2 separate regions of the Sus scrofa genome follow, and region 2 is linked to region 1. The links are chromatin contacts, called in public HiChIP or PLAC-seq maps. All regions are on one chromosome and are shown on one strand. The core of a region is the stretch at or near the end of the contact, and the rest is flanking DNA. Distances in the headings are between cores, read along the strand shown. Region 1 holds the start of ARHGEF19 (rho guanine nucleotide exchange factor 19). Region 2 holds the start of FBXO42 (F-box only protein 42).

Region 1 (4,417 bases), core at 268-2,767:
AGGAAATTCAGGGTCAGAGGGGGAATGAAAATCAGAGACTGGGAGGAGGCTCCGGAACGGGGAAATGGGGGCTGAGCCTAGAAATCAGGATCAGAGACTGGGAAATAGGGGCAGAGGGCTAGAATCCTGGGGCACAGGCTTATCTTGCCTGCAGGGCTGGGACTGGACCAAGGTGGGGGTGAGTTAGGAGACTGGGCCCTGCAAGGCGGGAGGACCTTCCCCCCTGCAGCCCCCTGCAGGCTTTTCTCTTCACCTTCACCTTGGATGTGCTGCCAAGTCTCCTGTACCAGTATGAACACCACAGCCAACTTCAGGCTGGCTCTCCTACCTCCAGCTTACCTTGCCCAGGGCAATCACACGCCCTGAAGGTGGGAGAACCAGCTGGGGCAGGGCGGGGCCCGCCTGAGGAGAGGGGTCCTGGGTTTGCAGCCTGGGACAGGGATGCTGAATCTGGAGGTGGGGCGATGAGCCTGGGGAGGGGGGCCTAAGTGGGAGGGTGGGAAGCTGAGTCTGGAGGGGCAGATTAGAGGGCAGAGTGTACTGCCAACCCGGAAGTTCCCGGCTCTAGGGCGGGGAGGGGTGGGAGTGCCAGTTGCAGACCCGAGGTTCAAGACCCGAGGTTCGATGTGCAGGGTAATCTCACTCTCTTCTTCTGGAAGCTGATGGTTGTGCCTCTGGCTGCATCATTGCCTTGGATGCAGGCTCAGTCATTCGCGCAATGGACAGACCTGGGTTCGAGTTCAGGCTGTGCCGCCAACTGGCTGTAGAAAGGGTATATTACGGAATAAGATCTACTTAGGGTCGCTATGAAGATTCAGTGGCAAGCCCTTGCACAGCCAAGTCGGTGCTCAGTGAATTAATATCACGACTACTATTATTATTCCTTGGCAACAGTCCTGGAGGAAGGGGAGCAAGCTTGCTCCTTCAACCTTTGCTCAAGATCCTCTTTCTCTAGCTCTAACAAGGTCCCTAATATTAAGGGGTTCGTATTATACCTCTCTGCCTTTGGGCAAATAACCTCTTTATACTTCGATTTCAGGTAAAACAGGAGAAGTAATTTACTTACCTCCTAGAGTTGTTGTGATGATTAAAAGAATGAATATCTGGAAACCCTCAGAATGGTGCCTTGCACTTAGCGCTCGGCAAATTAAGATTGCTAAAGCAATCACTCTCTTTGGAGCCCCCCTTCTCCCCAGCATGTGGTGTTCTTCCTTCGGCTCATCGCCCGGCTCCTGCCCGACGTGCCAACCGCCCTGGCCACCAAGATAAACTGCGAGAGCTCCCCGGTCAAGCAGGCGCTGGCGGACGACCAGGAGGCGCAGCTTTCGGTCGGCGCTGCCTGCTGCCTCTGGCCCCACCCCCTCGGGCCACGCCCCTTTGCCGGCTCCCAGGCCTAAGCTCAGTTTTCTTGTCCCGCCCTCTTGCTTGACCTCGCCCAGAGGGAGGATGGGCTGCGTACCCTTTAATTTCCATACGGCCCCGCCTACGCCACGCCCCTTCTTTCACATTATTTCCACCCAAGTCATTTCAGCTCCGGAGGGCCTCCTGCTCAGACTCACCTAGCCGTGCTTTCTGTTCACTGCAGCAGGGTCTCTGTCCCTGGAGCCCAGGACGCAGGGGCGAGTGAGGTGAGATTGCCCTTTCAGGACCCTAGCTCCCCCAGGATGCTTCCTCCATTGGGGTCCTCTGCTTCCAGCTAGGGGTCTGGGCAGTACCTTGGCCAGCGGTGCCGAGGTTGGCCCTGGAGCTGGGATGGGGGGACTAGGGTTCTCTGAAAACCCCTAGTCTTGAATTGCCTCCCTCTCCACGTTCCCCGGTCTCCTGCCCTGTGTGCAATGCTGACAATAAACCTCTTTGTGCCCCAGCATGCCGCTTCTCCGTGGACACCTGGTTCCCGACCCACTCTGTGCAATGTCCTCTCATTGTGGGATGATGCTCTGGGGGGGGCCAAGGTAGATGTGAAGGAGGGAGGGGACCTGACTGCTCTGAACCGAATGGTCACCAGTGGGTAAGGGAGAGCTCACGCTCCTATATGCTCCTCAAGGCCTGCAGTGTGTGAATAATAAAAGAATTTAGTTAGGTCAGCTGAGACACCTCCCAATGGACTTTCACACACTTTTCACTAGATCCTCCCCAAAGCCTGGGCAGGCAGTACTGGGCAATAGTTAAGGGCACAGATTAGTGGTGGAGTCACACCTGGGTCTGAAGATTAGTTCTGACTTTTATTTGCTGTGTGACCTTGGACAAGTTCAGTTTCATCACCTGTACGACAGGGACTTTATAGAGCTGATGAGAGATTTAAATGGAATAGTGTATTTAACCTGTCCTCATCTGATGTGGGAGCAGAAACAGTGGCTATCTCAGAGGGTTGTGCGGTGGAGAGTAAATGAATAAATAGGGGGAGTTCCCGTCGTGGCGCAGTGATTAACAAATTCGACTAGGAACCATGAGGTTGCGGGTTCGATCCCTGCCCTTGCTCAGTGGGTTAATGATCCGGCGTTGCCGTGAACTGTAGTGTAGGTCGCAGACACAGCTCGGGTCCTGCGTTGCTGTGGCTCTGGTGTAGGCCAGCGACTACAGCTCCAATTAGACCCTAGCCTGGGAACCTCCATATGCGGCAGGAGCGGCCCAAGAAATGGCAAAAAGACAAAAAAAAAAAAAAAAAAGAATAAATAGGTGTGAAGTGGAGTTCTTTTCTCTCTCTCCCTTTCTTTCTTTCTTCCTTTCTTCCTTTTTTTCTTCCTTTCTGCTTTTTAGGGCCTCACCCGAAGCATATGGAAGTTCCCAGGCTAGGGGCTGAATCCAAGCTACAACTGCCGGCCTATGCCACAGCCACAGCAACGTGGGATCCCAGCTGCATCTGTGACCTACACCACAGCTCACGGCAATGCCAGATCCTTAACCCACTGAGTGAGGCCCAGGGATCGAACCTGCGTCCTCACAGATACCAGTTGGATTGTTTTCCCTGTGCCACAATGGGAACTCCACGTAAGGTCTCATTGTGGAGCAGTGGGTTAAGGATCTGGTGTTGAAACTGCTGTGGCTTGGTTTGGCACCTGGCCCAAGAACTGCTTCAGGAATGGCAAAAAACAAACAAACAAACAAACAAAAAAGGTGTGAAGTGCTTAGAACAGTACCTGGCACATACTGCGTGCACTCATGTTATTAGCGACATGAGTATTAGTATTTGTGTACTTGTATACATATTCACATTAAGTACCTGGCAAATGCTAAAAAAAACCCACAAAAAAACTCAAAACAAAAGCCAAACAAACAAACACAAAAAACCAGGTGGTATTAGGGAGAAAGCAGCTTACCCTTTCTCAGGCTTGCAAAGATTGCTTGCCAGGCACAGAGTAAGCGTTCCTTACTGGAGGCAGGTTCTACTTGGGCTATTTGAATTGTTTGTTTGTTGTTGTTGTTGTTTTGGTTTTTAGGGCCACACCTGTGGCATATGGTGGTTCCCAGGCTAGGGGTCTAATCAGAGCTACAGCTGCCGGCCTATGGCACAGCCACAGCAACCTGGGATCTGACCTCAGGTGCCCAAGAGAGAGGCCAATGTTTTTATTTTGTTTTGTTTTCTTTTCTTTTCAGGGATGCACTTGAAGCATATAGAAGTTCCCAGGCTAGGGGTTGAGTCGGAGCTACAGCTGCTGGCCACACCCACAGCCACAGCAACTCGGGATCCCAGCAGCGTCTGAGACCTACACCACAGCTCATGGCAATGCCAGATCCTTAACCCGCTGCTTGAGGCCAGGGATCTAACCTGCAACCTCGTGGTTCCTAGTCGGATTCCTTTCTGCTGTGCCGCCAGGTGAACTCCTTGAATTGGTTTTTTGCGGGCTCACTCAGTCAGTGTGGACTAGAGTCTGGGAGGTCTGGTGCAGGAGGGTGTTGGAGATAGTGAAGTGGGTCATTACAGGCACATAAGAAGCTGTGATGCTGGACAGATGGCCAGGATAGTGCCAGCTGTGCCGCATTGCTATTTCCATCTCCCAGCCATCGAGATGAGAGATGCTGTAGCTGGCTCAGAGAAGGTCAGCACACTGCAGAGTTCTCAGGGTCTCTAAGAAGTCCAGAGTCCAGAGCTTGGAAGTTTCTTTGCAAAGCTCCCAGGATGCTCAGCAGCCCCGAGAAGCCCCCTGAGTACATTTGGAAGGCCCCAGAAGAGGGGTGGCCTCTTCCCTGGGAGGAAAAGCAGTGCCTCCCTCATTTTTAGGATGTTGGTCTGGGGTCCTTCAGAGCCTCTCAATGGCATAGGACTGCCATTGTTCCAGCCCCCCTCTTGTACCTCAGACTGGACTAACCGGTTCTGGGGAAGGGGGGCGGGGAGCAGGCACGTTGAGACAGCCGCCTGCCCGCCTGCGAGGTTCCCTCCGCCCTCGCCTCCCCCCTCCCTGCCCCACACAATACCCAG
Region 2 (4,027 bases), core at 311-2,810, 110 kb before region 1:
TGTGGGGCTAGCCCTAATCATATAGGCCTCCTGTGATCTGGGGCAAGTTCCTTTCTCATCTGTAAAATGAGGTGATGGAACCAAATAAGGACTAAAACTGAGGAAGTAACAATAGCTAGTAATAAAATAGAACAATTATAATAATTTTAAAAATTGAGGGAGTGGCAGTTTTTTCCTCCAGGGAGAATGCCCCAAAAGTTGAGGCAGTGGCATATATGGGCACAGGTAGAAACCCTAAAGCATGAGCTTCTCTTCCTTGTGAAATATGTTTGTTGTACCATTCAAGTTGGGGGCTTAGCGATCGGCACTCAGAACTGCAGGCACCTTTGATAACACCACATGAAGCACTCTGATAAGTGATAGGAATACAGGAGCAAAGCCCACAGTGAGAAAACTTCCCATTTGATTTCCAAGCTGAGGCAATGCAGACAATTAAGAAATAAATGGCAACTTACCAATTTTTTTTCTTTTTCTGCCACCCTCGAGGCCTATGAAAGTTCCCAGGCCAGGGATTGAAAGAGCCACAACCGCAACAACACTGGATCCTTAACCCACTTCGCTGGGCCAGGGACTGAACCAGCACTGCCTCAAAGACAAGCTGGATCATTAACTCACTGCACCACAGTGGGAACTTCTGCTTCATTGCTGCTTTGTTTTTAACCACAAAAGACTGGAAACAAATTAAATGCTCACTACTGGAGGAATTTTTTTTCTTTTTTTTTTGTCTTTTTTGCCACAGCTGCGACCTATGGAAATTTCTAGGCTAGTGGTTGAATCAAAGCTGTAGCCACCGACTTAAAATGCTGAGCAAGGCTAGGGCTCGAACTCTCATCCTCATAGACCCTATGTCAGGTTCTTAACCCGCTGAGCCACAGTGGGAACTCCTGCTTCAGTTTTTAGATGCAAGGGTGACAAGTGAAGCCCTTAGGCTGTACAGATAGTTCATAAAGGCTCTCTCCTACACACCAGGTTGCTCCCTTGGAAGGGGGATTTTCCTGGAATCCACCTACTCAGTACAAGAGCCTGGGAACTAGTTTCTGAGTTCAAGTCCTACCTCCCCATCCCAACTCCCCAAGATATGCGGCTCTGGGAAAATGATACCTCCTGTGCCTCAGTTTCCTCATCTGAGAAATGGGGCTAGTAACAAGTCATACTGTGTTGGTACACAGTTACGAGAGATTTCCCTCACTTTATATCCAAGAGCACTTCCATCCGCTACAGCCCTCCCCTCTGTTCATGGGGGCCCTCAGGAGGTACAAACGAATTAATTCCACGTATCATATTCTCAGGCCGTTGGGAAAATTGTCTAGTTATCCCAGGCTGTGCAAAGGAGAGTGAGTGCAGTTCTAAGGCCGTTTGTAGGGACCCGAGGGAGGCGGGCGTAGAAGCACGACATTTCTTCCAGGCTTTGTTTCCCCAGGCGACACACCGACCACGAAGAACCTCGGCGGAGGTCCCGGGTGCGGCACGTACCTTCCCAACTAGGCACCGCCCACAGGTCGCCTCGCGCGGGCCCGCCGAGCTGACGTAAGTGCGCGCGCGTCCTCCGCGCCTATCCCCGGCGCATGCGCGCTCCGTGCTGTCTTCTCCGGGCCAGAGCAGCAGCGGCGGCGGCGGCGTTTGAGTGGAGGAAGATGGCGGCCCCGAGCGACTCGGTGTCCCGCCAGCTGTGAGGAGCCCCGAGTGCTGCAAGCGCGGCCTAGGGCGGAGCGCCTCTGCTCTGGTCCCATCCCTGGCTCCCTCACTGCCTTCGCCAGCAGAGCGTATTTGAGAGCGTGGCGCGGGCTGGACCAGGTGAGGCTTCTTCCTCTCCCTGGGCCGCGGCAGGGAGCCGGCGCCTTCTGCCCTTTATGCCCTGGGTCCGGCGCAGGCCCTGCGCCCGGCACGGGGGTCGGTGACGGCTGGCCTGGGGGCCTTGCTTTGGTCATCCTCGGCCTCCTCAGGTTAGGCAGGGAGGAGGAGAGCCCCTTTCTAGCCAATCCTTGGGATGAGGGCGAACCCGGCCTCTCTCTAGCAGGGCGGTTCTCGTCCTCTCACCGGGGCCACCAAAGGGTGTGTGACCAGAGTAAGAATGGCTTAGGGGGTCTCGGATTATCTTCCACCCCACCCTCAAATTTTTTAAAGCCTTGGGAGAGGAGCCAATGTTCTCCAAAAAATTGGGGCTGCGGAGAGGGGCCAGCATCTCTGAAGCTGCAGTTGCAAAGGGAACATTTTGAAATTGGCTTAAAAAATAAAACACAAGCAGCCTTTCCTACCCTTTAGTTTTTTGAATGTAGCCCTAGCGAAGTAGAAACTGAGGATCTCCTTGATTGAGACAGCAATCCACGTTGTGAGTGTGGAAGGCTTCTGGTGAGAATTGTTTGTAGAGGGAATCGGGGAGGGTGGGAACCAATTGTAAACGGAGAAAAAACAATTGTAAGATCTTGATGGTCTCTGCAAAGTAACTTCGTTGCTTATTGAAGTCCTCGTTCCTTTGGATTCAAACCTTTGGATTGTTAAGATTCGGAACACGCAATTGCTTTGTCTGTTATCTCCCGAATTTTATTAGGAAAATAAAAGCTTAATTTTTAATTGCCAAAGTCTTTGGACTTTCTGTGGTGGGTTCCGATTGCTCAGCGTGAAGATTCAGACACATCACCAATTCTCACTTGCTGGCTGGGACCTTGTATTGTACTTGTTAGCCTTTTTGAGAACTTTTGTTGTTGTTGTTCACATGCTAATTTGGAGACTTTGATTTTGTTTCTCTCACTTAGGCAAGCTGGTTTGAAGCTTGTGGTCTCTTCTAACCGGCTTGAGGAATGATGGCTTCAGTTGCAGTTATGCTGTGGAATTGTTGAGGCTTTGGCTTGGACACACCAAATACCTTTTGTAACTTAAATTTGTTTTGCTTGTGCTTAAGAATGATGACATCATGGGTTTAAAGGGATGAAATTTGAGAGGAAATAGCATCATTTAGAATTGAATACTTAAGATTAAGCCTGTAGCTTTTACAGGGGCCAGTGATGCTCTGTGTCATATCCCTAATTTTGAGCATATTCATGTGTATAATCTAATTGGTTTCCTTTATATTGTATGTTGTCATTTTAGATCCTGAAACTGTTTGCTTTTGGCAAGCCTGGTATAAATACATTACTCAATCTACATTGACCCATGAGTGTTTTGTCTACTTCAGAAAGCTTTTAATTGTTGAAATGACAACTGTTTAGTTTAATACGAGCTAATTCTTTTGGCCGTTTTTTTCTTTTCTTAAAGTCTTTTCCCTATAGATTTTAGATTTTCTTAATGCCTTGGTTAAGGATATAAACCTAAACCAGCAACTTCTCCATTCTAGAAAATTGCAGAGCCACTCTACATTTCAATTTGCTAATAGTCATGAAATTAATGCAGTGAAGCATCCTGGTGGTTTGACATTATGCTTCTTGGCATAATGTGTTGCCTTGTTGTGCTAAATCATCATCAGGTATTGATGCAACTTCGTGACATCCATGACATCACTCACTGTCCAGCATTTTGCCTTTTGCAATTTCTTCCTTCTCAGAGTCACCAAAAAAGGGTTCAGGAAAAAGAGCTTAGGATGCTTCTTAAATGTCTGGTTTCTGGTAGAGCCTTCTCTTAACACTGCTTTATATACTTAAAACCCTTCTGTAAGACTCAGAGCTGTGGGATTGCTCCCTATTGTGAAAATGCTAGCAAGATTTCTGGGTTTTTCGAGAATATTGAGGTCCTGAGGAGAATTTATCTCAGAGATGGACAAATACGTGATTATCTTCGTGATTTCAGGGTTGTCTTAGTCTCTTTATAAAACCAAAAGCCATTTGTTTAAATAATGCCCTTCCCACTTCACAAGACTGTTATGTGAAGCAAAAGAGTAATAATTCTGATAGCGTTTTGTAAAATAGAAGGTAAATGTAAGATTGGTTATTTAATAATCAGTTTTATGAAAATGCCTATTAAGGGCCCTCTGCGTGCTAGACATTTTGAGAAGTAGGTACTCAAGATTCTGAGACAGCTTTTGGTCTCAAGTTGT

What was found. HiChIP or PLAC-seq counts read pairs in DNA pulled down with a chosen protein or histone mark.
Region 2: a contact with region 1 is called in an H3K27ac HiChIP or PLAC-seq map of alveolar macrophages. The contact joins the promoter of FBXO42 here to the promoter of ARHGEF19 in region 1. A contact is called at or near these places in 1 of 5 promoter capture datasets (liver), 1 of 47 Hi-C or Micro-C datasets (embryonic fibroblasts) and 2 of 2 datasets of contacts at active chromatin or transcription factors (alveolar macrophages and skeletal muscle).

Annotation. Positions count from the first base shown.
Region 1 is chr6:75,332,392-75,336,808 of Sscrofa11.1, reverse strand. It overlaps ARHGEF19 (rho guanine nucleotide exchange factor 19), which reads left to right and starts at 1,517. Exons shown (of 16, transcript XM_021095415.1): 1 at 1,517-1,628. It overlaps LOC110261103 (a long non-coding RNA gene), which reads right to left and starts at 1,182. Exons shown (of 3, transcript XR_002344913.1): 1 at 1,067-1,182.
Region 2 is chr6:75,443,654-75,447,680 of Sscrofa11.1, reverse strand. It overlaps FBXO42 (F-box only protein 42), which reads left to right and starts at 1,560. Exons shown (of 10, transcript XM_003127635.5): 1 at 1,560-1,794.